Linked DNA regions of Sus scrofa: region 2 is linked to region 1. The links are chromatin contacts, called in public promoter capture Hi-C maps. All regions are on one chromosome and are shown on one strand. The core of a region is the stretch at or near the end of the contact, and the rest is flanking DNA. Distances in the headings are between cores, read along the strand shown.

Region 1 (5,590 bases), core at 2,137-4,636:
CATCCTTTCTTATCTTCCTCTTATGTTCTCATGCTGCAGAAACTGGAAAATTAAAATGCCATGGCCAAGTTTGGAAGGCAGAAGAGAGGTGGGGGCCACCTTCCCACTACTTAATGTTTAGGGTGAGCATGCAGTGGAGGTGTGAGGAGTTTCTGAAGGTGGGTCCCAGGGTCCCAGTCGCTAGCCTCATGGGTGTTGAGAGGCTGTTTTGGAAGCAGCGATGGTGATGGTGACTTTCAGATCCATGGATTGCAGCTGCAGAGGCATATTTTTAAACTCAGCAGGTACAGTGGTGGCTTCCTGACTTCTTCCTGATTGAGCAAAGGCTGAAGCTACCCTGGTGGGGCAGTTTGGAGTCATTCCTGCAGGGTCTGCTTCTCTAGCCTTCTCAAGAATTTGTTACCTGATTCCTTGTATGAACCCTTTTCTGTTTAAACTAGTCACCTTCCTATACCTGAACCTTGAATAATATACTGAGGTTCAGGACATTTAATACAGAAGGTTTTGTTGGTCTGGAAATAGTACTTTCCACAATAGGCCATATCAAATCCAGGGATCATAAGAATTTCTCCTATAGGGGTTCCCATCTCAGCTCAGCAGTAATGAACCTGACTAGGATCCACGAAGATGCAGGTTTGATCCCTGGCCTCGCTCAGTGGGTTAAGGATCCGGCGTTGCCTTGAGCTGTGGTATAGGTCTCAGATGCAGCTCGGACCTGATGTTGCTGTGGCTGTGGTGTAGGCCTACAGATACAGCTCCAGTTTGACCCCTAGCCTGGGAACTCCCATATGCTGTGGGTGAGGCCCTAAAAAGACATAAATAAATAAATAAATAAACAAAAAATAAATAAATAAATGTACATTAAAAAAATATGTCTCTATACCTCATGGTCAGAGGTATCTTCTTTAAGGCTGCCCTAAAAAGCCCCTTTATTTTTATTTTTTTATTGAAGTTTTTTTTTTTGTTTGTTTGTTTGTCTTTTTGCCTCCCTTCTGATGACTTCTCCACTGCCATGAGGCTCAGATGTTCTTGAGACCTGAGCTGGTCACTGGGAACTGGGTGGCAAGGAGAGCCACCCTGAAAGAAAATGTATAATTGCTGCTGTCCTTCTCTGTGTGTTTGGTTTTATAAGAGACAGGTAAACTGCTTTTCTCTGCTGGATTATATAATGGTGTCTGGCTGACATTTCAACTCTTTATTTTTTTTATTTTTTAAAAAAATTTTATCTATTTATTTACTTTTAGGGCCCACCCACATCATATGAAAGTTCCCAGGCTAGGGGTCAAATCAGAGCTGTAGTCGCCAGCCAACTCCACAGCCATAGCAACGCCAGATCCTTAACCCCCCGAGCAGGGCCAGGGATGGAACCGGCTTCCTCATGGATACTAGTTGGTTTTGTTACCTGCTGAGCCACAACGGGAACTCCCATCACTCCTTAATTATCTTTATCTAGATCATCCAAGTTATCTTTAGCGTGAACTGCAGTTTAATCATTGCCGAGCTCTAAAATATATTCTAAACCAGCCCTCTTCATCTCTACCACTTCTACCCTAAGCCCAGCTCTCTGCATCTTTTACTGGAACCACTACTATCAGATCGTATCTCTACCCTGCCTAAGATCCTTCAAAGCTATCTCATCACACTTAAAAACAATAAAAAATCCAAACCCCTCAACTTGACCTACCAATCCCTATGTGATCTGGCCTCTGCTCCCCTATCTTCACATTTTCTGTCACCTGGACTGGCTATATAATTTTGGAGCCCAGTTCGAAATGAAAATATAGGGCTCCCATGTTAAAAAATTATTAAGAATTGCAAGAGGGCAATTAAGCTAGTGCACATTAAATCAAGATGGGGACTTTCTGAGAGTATGGCTTCATGGGATGGCACAGGTTGCGTGTTTGTTAAGCTCATCTGTCTGTCATCCACCCCCCTTCCCCGGGGGTTATCCTCTTATTTCTGTTTTAGAGCCTTTGTACTAATTCTTCCTCTGCCTGGAATACTCTTTTGTTTAATCTTAGCATGGCTCATTCCTCCTAATTAGGGTCTCAGCTGAAATACCTTCAACCAAAGAGGCCATTTCTGTCCCTTAACCTAACCTAGCCACCGAATCATTCTTTGTTGTTTCACTACCCTGTTTTTTTGCCATGTACTTCATCTATTTCCTTTTTTTTTTTTTGGCCAAACCCATGGCATGTGATTGAACATGAGCCACAACAGTGACAGTGTTGTATCCTTAACCCACTAGACTACCAGGGAACTCTCTTATTTCCTGTTTAAAGTTTTATTGGCCATCTCTCCCTATTATGGAGTGAATTGTGTCCCCTATCACTCCCCCAATTCCTATGTTGAAATTCTAACCCCAGTACTTCAGAATATAACCTTATTTGGAATGTATATATGTGTGACTGTGTCACTTGCTGTACAGTAGAAATTGAAAGAACACTGTAAACCAACTATAATGAAAAAAAATTTAAAAATCATTTAAAAAAAAAAGAATATGACCTTATTTGGAAATAGTTGTTGCAGATGTAATTGATCAAGATGAGGGCATACTGGAGTAGAGTGAACCCCTAATCCAATATGACTGGTGTCCTTATAAAAAGGGGAAATCTAAACACAGAAATGTGTACAGGGAGGACTCCATGTGACCATGAAGATGGTCCTCTATAAGCCAGAGAGGCCTGCAACAGACCTCCTTCCTTCAAAAGGAACTAACCCTGACTACACCTGATTTTGCACTTTCAGCCTCCAGAATAGTGAGACAATAAATTTCTGTTTTTTTTTTAAGCAGTTTGCGGTACTTTGTTAAGAGCAGCCCTAGCAAACAAATACATCCCCCTCCCCATTAGAACTAAGGTCTCTGAGAGTGGTAACCTGGTTTGTCTCTTACACAGCCTTCTCAGAACGTGATTGTACTATTACTTAAGAACATGTAGGTAATGCTATTTAATAATTTCACTTGTAAATACAAATCTGAAAGCCTTTCAAGGGAAGAGAGTGTTGCAGGTGTTCAAGAAAAACCTGTTGAGTAGGTGAAATCATTTTATTCATTTCCAGAATTTTTGCGGAGAGCGCTGGCAGTTGTAAAAAGTGTGCGGACTGACAGGTTATAGATCTTATTCTCCAGGCTGTATTAATATGCACGACGTGCTTTTAGCTCTCCGGACAAAGAGGCTGATACTTGGCAGGTCCCTCGAGCTGGTCTCAGAAGACAGAACCGATCTCCAGCCTTTTACAAGCACTGATCTTTGCCCCTCTTGGCATCTTGGTACTTGTAGTTTCGTCCACAGTATCTTTACTGGAAAAAATGAACACTGAGACCACAATTCCCATCACCCAGCGAGTACTGGAGCCTTCAGAGCGCATCCTCCCGAGCGGGCACCGGCGCCATTGAACAACCTGCTGGCCAAAGGATCCGCCTTCCTGAGCCCAGGAGCGTCCATGATTGGTCAGCTGCCTCGCCTCTCACTGGAGGGGGCGACAGGTGAATGAAAGGGGGGCGTGTCGCTGCGCGTAGCTCGGCGGCCGCGCGGCTGGAACACACCGGAAGGTGAGAGCTGAGAAGCAGGTTTTCGCTGAGGTTTTCATTGGCTTGGGGAGCATTCAGGGCACCCGGTGGGGGGTATGGGGGGTAGCGGATGGGGATACTCCTCGCTCGGCCTCCCTCGGACCACCTGGCCCCGGCGACTCCCCGAACCCCCGTGCGAAGCTGCCCTCGATGACCGATCCCCTCCCTCCCCTCCAGCATGGGGAGGGGCGGCGGGGCAGCAAGTCCTCCGCTTTCCCAGACTTTGGGCAGCCTTCAGCCTCGGCGTCGTTCAGCTGGTGGTTTGGGCGCGCGCTCGTTCTGAAGATACCCGGGCGCAAAGACTCGGCCAGACTGGGGCAGTGACCGTCGCGGCGCTGGTCACTTTGTGCCAGAGAGGCCATGGGAGGGACAGGGCCTCGGTTCCCACACTCAAGGGCCCAAGATCGTGTCCAGTAACCGGTTCCCGTGATTTCTGCAGGGTCGTCAGACTCCAGATGAGGGGGAGCATCCTCTTGTTTTGCGAGTTTAACCGGTGAATCAAAGATGAAGTTGATCCAGAAATACTTTCTGTGGGAGTGGAAACTCTTCTTCCGAGTCGTTCCCCTCCACTCCGTGCGTTGGGGAAAAGGAGTGAATGACTTCCCCAGCTCTTCTCACAGCGTTCTGGAGGGTTCAGGAAGTCCAGTTGGCATAGTAGTTAAAGGACGTCAACTCTGGACCCAAACCAAGCTCAGTCTCAATCCTAGTTTGAGTGTGTTATCTGTAATTTGAACCTCAATTTTCTCCTCTGAAAAAGAGGATGTAATGATTTTATCTATTGCACCGGGTTATAGTGAGGTTAAAATTAATTAATTCTTGTGAAGTACTTCTTACAGTGCTTCATGAGGAGTCGTGCTCAGTAAATGCTAACAATTGATGAGCAGGTTTTCATTATTCTGTTGGTGAGACTGGAGGAGCGTTGTCAGAAAGAGTGGGTGGAATTCAAAGCTGCTTCTGGCGCTGGAATGAAGACAGCGATCCCCCCAGGGGAGTGTGGGAGTTTGTTGCAGGTGGTGGTGTTGGCATCTGCCCTCTCCTGGAGGACAGGCTGTACTTGGTTCATTTTTCTATTTCTGGCATCTTCCTTGTGTCAGGCATTGCATGTAGCCAATAAGTGTTGAACTGAACCATGGGAAGGTTGGGAGGGTCACTGCTAGACTGGATAAATGTGCCTCTGGGAGTGATGTACCCTAAGAGCTTCTTTTCCAGGAGAAGTGGTGATCTTCAGCATGTCCCAGGGATGCAGAATGACAAAAGCGAGTGGGATTGATGTGAATAAATATTTCCATACTGTATGCCAAATACAGGATTGGAGAAACTTTTTTTTTTTTTTTTTTTTTTGTCTTTTTGCTATTTGTTTGGGCCGCTCCTGCAGCATATGGAGGTTCCCAGGCTAGGGGTCGAATCGGAGCTGTAGCCACTGGCCTATGCCAGAGCCACAGCAACATGGGATCCGAGCCACGTCTGCAACCTACACCACACCTCACGGCAACGCCAGATCGCTAACCCACTGAGCAAGGGCAGGGACCGAACCCGCAACCTCATGGTTCCTAGTCGGATTCGTTAACCACTGCGCCACGACGGGAACTCCCATGGAGAAACATTTGAACAAAGTATGTAGATAGACTTTCGCAAAGTCAGGGAGTGTTTAGATGACCAGGTGGAATTCAGAATGTTTGCAGAGAGAATGTCAGAGGAAATGAGTTTCTGGCACTATTGCTGAAAAGTAGCATCTTCCAGTGAAAAATGCAAGTGCCTGGGAGGATACCCTGTAGATAAGAACGTTCCACAAGTTGAAAAGTACTTTACCTACTTAGGTATTTATCTCCCTGATTTACCAACTCCTTAATCCCTCCACTTTTTATTCTTTGCTAAAAAGGAAAGAAAAAAAAAAAAGCAATATGTGCACACACAGTGAAAGATGTAACAATGTATTGTTATAACTATATATTGTTATAATCAAAAGATTATAAATGAAAAATGCAAGTCCTTCCACACACCTCTTAGCCCCTAGTCCCT
Region 2 (5,590 bases), core at 1,641-4,140, 350 kb after region 1:
CTGGAAAAACACACAGGTGGGACTTTATAAAGGGTAACAGTCCTTATTAGTGTTCAAGGTCATGAGTGGCACGGTCAGGATTTGGACCCAGATCTCTAGCTCAAGACATATGATCCTTCCACTAAGCTTCACATCTACTGATTTTGTCAGTCATACATTCGTTACATCAATGTTCACTGACTGCCCGCTCCACACCAAACCCTAAGGTACCGTAGAGAGCTAGCTGTCCAGGCCCCAAAGAGCCCCCTAGTTCGCTGGGCGGGGGTCAGGTCCAGTGCGGGATTCAGAGCAGTGGACTGGGCCTGGCACACAGTAGGATACTCAATTCATAATTGCTAAAGTGACTCAGGGCAAGAAACTCAAACTTTTTTTTTTTTTTTTGGTCTTTTTTTTGCCATTTCTTGGGCCACTCCCGTGGCATATGGAGGTTCCCAGGCTAGGGGTTGAATCGGAGCTGTAGCTGCCAGCCTACACCAGAGCCACAGCAACGCGGGATCCGAGCCGCGTCTGCAACCTACACCACAGCTCACGGCAACGCCGGATCCTTAACCCACTGAGCAAGAGCAGGGATCGAACCTGCAACCTCATGGTTCCTAGTCGGATTCGTTAACCACTGCGCCACGACGGGAACTCCTCAAACTTTTTTTTTTTTTTTTTGGTCTTCTTAGGGCTGTACCTGCAGCATATGGTGGTTCCCAGGCTAGGGGTTGAATCAGAACTGCAGCTGCTTGCCTACACCACAGCCCCAGCAACTCAGAGATCTGAGCTGCATCTGCGACCTACAGCACAGCTCACGGCAACGCCGGATCTTTAACCCACTGAGCAAGGCCAGGGATCGAACCCGTCTCCTCGTGGATACTAGTCGGGTACATTAACCACTGTGCCACGATGGGAACTCCCAAGAAGCTCAAACTTCTGAGTCTCCATTTCCTCATCTGTCATATGGGAAGAATAACCCCTGTTTCCCGGTGGGGAAGGAGGGCCCCATGAGGACATTGATGGCAAAGTGGGCCATACTCTGAGGGTGCTGGGAAAACCAAGCTCTTGGTTCAGGGACAAGGTAAGCTGGGGAGGCTGGGATCAAAAAAACATCAGGCATTCACGTGCAGATTCTGAGTGTCCAAGTGGCTACATGCCCTCAGGACCAGGGAGCCCTCTTCCTGGCTGTTTCAGATCTGCTTTTTGGAATGTCCCCCATGGGTCCTGGCTCTGCCCTTAGGACACACACCATACTGGCCCCTTGGGCCCACCACCCTCACTCTAGCCAGCTCTGTGAGATGGAAGTCTCTCCTGGCCCCTAGAGCTAAACACCCCCCCGCTCTTCCTTTAGCGACTCCTTGGGAAATCCCTGCGTCCCTTCCTAGACCTCAGTGTCCCCAGCTGTGGCAGAAAGAATTGGGTTATATTTCACAGAAGGGAACTCTGTAGTTAAAAAGAAAGGAAGAAAGAAATCCCTGGACTGGATGTTCTTGGGCGCCAGGTGCCAAGAGCAGGTCTCCAGGGAGCAGGGAGGCCTGGGGCTACTTAGTCACAGCCCCTCTGTGTGACACCGGCCTCTCTCTTTTCTGGGCCCCAGATTCCCCATGTATAAAATGGGAAGGGGTTGGTCTAGGGGGTCTCTGAGACCTCGGGAGCCTACAGGACCCTCTGTAGCTGCATCACATTCAGGAAAATCAAAGAGCAGGCACTGTGGCACTGGATGGCATTGTAAAGATTAACTCCTGGGCAAACAGGAAGAGGCAAGGCAGCTTTATCCCAGGGGCCTGACCCACTTTATCCCAACCACCCACCCACCTGGCCACCCAGACACCACCCAGCTCAGGGCTGGGCTCAGGAACAACAGCGCCTCACGACCAAGACTAGGTCAGACTAGCTTGGAGCTGTGCCTGGAGCACTGGACAGAGTCTCAGGACAGCCCCAGGCTTCTCTGCTTCTACGTTACCACCCTCGGAGCCCTCAGCAATGGGGTTGGCAGAGTGGCAAGCCCGTGATTGCCCCATAGGAGCTAACTTCATTCTCACTGTTGCCCCAGGAGGTGGTGCTACCCTTCCCACTTTACAGATGAGAAAACCAAGGCTCACACAATCTCTTGACTGGAGTAGGGACGCCCCCCACCCCCAGGTCTGTCTGATGCCCAAGAGCAGCATCTCTGTGTCCAGGGAGTGAGAGGAGGGGACACATCGGTCTCACTCCTCGGCCTGGATCCTGTTTGCCAACGGCCCCTCCCACTCCGCCTGGTTGGGGGAGTGGGAGGGTTATGGAAGCGGGAGCCCTTGGCGACGCTGAGGAAGCAAAGAGCAGGTAGCCTCGGGCTCGGAACTCTCTGGGTTCTGAACCCCCCTCCCTCTGCTCTCCCTTCTGAGCGAGGGGGCGCTGCTCTCCTCCCACCTGGGGGTCCCTCGTCCGCAGGAAAGTGGGGGCGGGCGAGGAGCTACTTGGAGAAGATTCCGGCAGCCAAACCCCCGCCCCCCCCACCCCGGCTCCAGCTCGGTGCTGGGGAAACTGAGGCCCAGAGCAGAAAGTGACATGCAGAGAAGGCGGCCTGAATCCCGGGGCTCCGGGCTCCCACTCCTTTGCTCCGCCCCTGCCAAGGATGTGGGGCGGGTTCGTCAGCCCCGCAGTCCCCCGCGGCTCACCCAGGCGCTGGCACATCTCGGCTCCCGCACGGCGTCCCCGCGGCGGCTTCAGCGGGGCTCCAGACGCTGCGGGCGGCCGGGCGGCCCGGCTCTCATCCTGGTCCGCAGCCGCCGCTCGCCCAGCACAGCCCGCGCCGCGCCCACTTCCCGCCTCGAGCCCTGGGCTCCCGGCGCCCGGCCGGCCTCCCTTCCCGTCACCCCCCGGGCGGCCCGACCCCGGGAGGGACCTGACTGCTCGTTTGCATCCCGGGCCGGTCTGACTGGCTGGGCAGCCCTTCCTGGCCCGCCCGGCTGAATCACGGAGCAGGCCCCACCTCCCCGCGCCAGCCCCGGGTGCCGGCGGCGCCCGGCCGCTCCCCTCTGCTCCTAACCCGCCCGGCTTCGGGGATGCCCATTTTACAGATGAAAACTGAGCCCTAGAGGAGCCGCGATCGTCTGGGCTGGGGCGTGAGATGGGGGCCAGATGCGCGGTTGCCATGACCTGGTGGGGGCACCTGGACAGGAAAGCCCCAGGGTGAAAGTTGGGAATCCACTTCTTTCTAGAGGATGGGGAAGTTCAACTCTCTGGAGAACCAGGGTCTGTCCTGCACCTGCTGTGTGACCTCAAGAAAATCACATTTTGTCCTTGCCCTGGCCTTCAGTTCCCCACGCCTAGCAAGGTGCTTTACTTCACTATGTGTTGGGGTGTGGGGGTGTGGGGGATGGGGAGTACCTCTGTTTCCTCGTCAGAAAGTCAGGGATTATAATTCCTGTTCCCTAAAGTCGTGGTGAGCTACAAAAATGAGATCAAACGCTTTGAAAACCCTCTAGATTATCTTTACAGATGAAGGGTAGACCTAGCAGGAGCACATAGTAGGAGCTTTACTGTTACCCGCTATTGGTTACTGTGCCCCTTTAGTGTGCCAGGATGACTCGAGTCCTCTTTGTCCACAACGTGTAGGAATGGACTCAGTAAGAGTGACCAATGGGAAGTGGTGGAGTAGTGGGTCTCTGTGCCCACATTCTCCAATGTGGCTGTGCTGCGGCTTCCTTCCCTGGGCTCTCAGCCCCTAGAGCAGGCCTCTGGGAGGCACTTCTGTGGTATCTGGGCAGCATCAGTTCACAGTCTGTACCCCCCACCCCAGTGGTCAGTGGCCCTGAGGGCAGGGGCTGGCTTGAAGCATCTAATACCAGATGTCCACTGAATGCGTATGCTTTGTATGTTGGGCATACAATGTGCATGTGACCTGCACATGGCTTCTCTATCAGTGTCAGGCAGTCTCTTTAAGCCAGTCTTGGACCATCTGGAATTAGGCTGGGGACCCAGTCCTTTTAAATGTCTCTGCTTTTAGATGCATAAATGAGGGTTCTCTCTTCTGTCCTTGGAACAATACTGAGAGTTAAAGAGTATTACCCCATTTTACAGGTGAGAAAATCGAGGTCCAGAAAGGTTAAAGGGACTTTTCAAAGAGCACACAGCATGTATCAATGACAGAGACTTGAATCTAGATCTGTTTAACTGTGAGGGCTGCTTCTGGGTGTTGGGGGTGGTGGGATGGGGACGAGGGACAGGGGAGCTGTAGCCTCCAGGGAGTAGGCCTGCTCTCTGGGGCCCTGAGGAGGAAACTGCCCACCTATTTCTCCTCTGGCACAGCCTCCCAGTCCTGGCCCAGCCTTAGCAGCCCGAAGGTATTGCCATATCTCTTCCTTATTGCCAAGAGGCCAAAGTCCGATCCTCTGAGCTGCCCAGTGTCCCTTGTCTGCGCCTCACCCTTCCACACCCTGGCCTGGGGTTCTGGGGTTTTGGGGTTCTGGGAAGAAGCCCAGGCTAGACCACTAGTTTCTTGTGCTTCCACAACTCACTGTGATACCCTGGCAGCTCGCTGCCCTCCCTGCGCCTCATCTGTTAAGTAGATAGTGATCGCCTTCCCAGATTTCTGAGGGGTAAAAAGTCTTGGGAGATATGAGAGTGGGTTGAAACCTAGCCAGGGAAATACAAATAGAAATTCTCCCCTTCCTGGAACATTTAACAACCAGGTGTGGTCCGATACTCTTCCATTGGTGGATGGGTCTTCCCAGGGCACAGCTTCTCCACGGGGCTGCTCAGTTGGGAAGGAGGTTCAGGCTTTCAATCCCAGTACAAGTCTTTTTCACCTTAGAAAGGCTTTTTCCTCCCTGATTATCAGAACAGTTCTTCCCTGTAAGTAGAACAATCACATGCGAACTCAACCGTGTTCAATTTTGTATATGTATATACACATATGTAAAATGAAAAGCCAAGTGATCACGCTTGTCTGGGAGGAGGAGGTGGCTGCAGGGGACTTCTGCATGTTTCTAACGTCAGAGTCTACATGGCCTCAATAGGGAAGTTTGTTATTCTTTGTATTTTCTCTTTTACATCCCCCCCTCTTTTTTTTACAGCCACACCTGCAGTATATGGAAGTTCCCAGCTAGGGGTCGAATTGGAAATGCAGCTGCTGGCCTACATCACAGCCACACCAACACCAGATCCTTAACACACTGAGGGTATGGATCAAACCCGCAGCCATACTATGTCAGGTTCTGAATCCACTCAGCCATAAGGGGAACTCCTACATGTCTTTTTGTTTTGTTTTGTTTTGTTTGTTTTTTTTGTCTTTTTGTTTTTTAGGGTCCAATCAGAGCTGTAGCCACTGGCCTATGCCACAGCCACAGCAATGTGGGCTCTGAGCCGAGTCTGACCTACACTACAGCTCATGGCAACGCCGGATCCTTAACCCCCTGAGTGAGGCCAGGGATTGAACCCTTGTCCTCATGGATGCTAGTCGGGTTCGTTAACCACTGAGCCATGATGGGAACTCCTTTTTTTTTTTTTTTTTCCCCTTTTTTCCTTTTTAGGGCCTCGGGATATAGAAGGATATGGAAGTTCCCAGGTTAGGGGTCGAATTGGAGCTGCGACTGTCGGCCTACACCGCAGTCACAGCAATGCCAGATCT

The links. Promoter capture Hi-C pulls out the DNA fragments that hold promoters and counts their contacts.
Region 2: a contact with region 1 is called in a promoter capture Hi-C map of liver, with 2.9 times the contacts expected there. The contact joins the promoter of TMEM54 here to the promoter of ZBTB8B in region 1. A contact is called at or near these places in 1 of 5 promoter capture datasets (liver) and 1 of 47 Hi-C or Micro-C datasets (embryonic fibroblasts).

The regions. Positions count from the first base shown.
Region 1 is chr6:88,852,927-88,858,516 of Sscrofa11.1, forward strand. ZBTB8B (zinc finger and BTB domain-containing protein 8B) reads left to right here and starts at 3,387. Exons shown (of 4, transcript XM_005665201.3): 1 at 3,387-3,553.
Region 2 is chr6:89,201,064-89,206,653 of Sscrofa11.1, forward strand. It overlaps TMEM54 (transmembrane protein 54), which reads right to left and starts at 2,891. Exons shown (of 7, transcript XM_013999129.2): 1 at 2,637-2,891.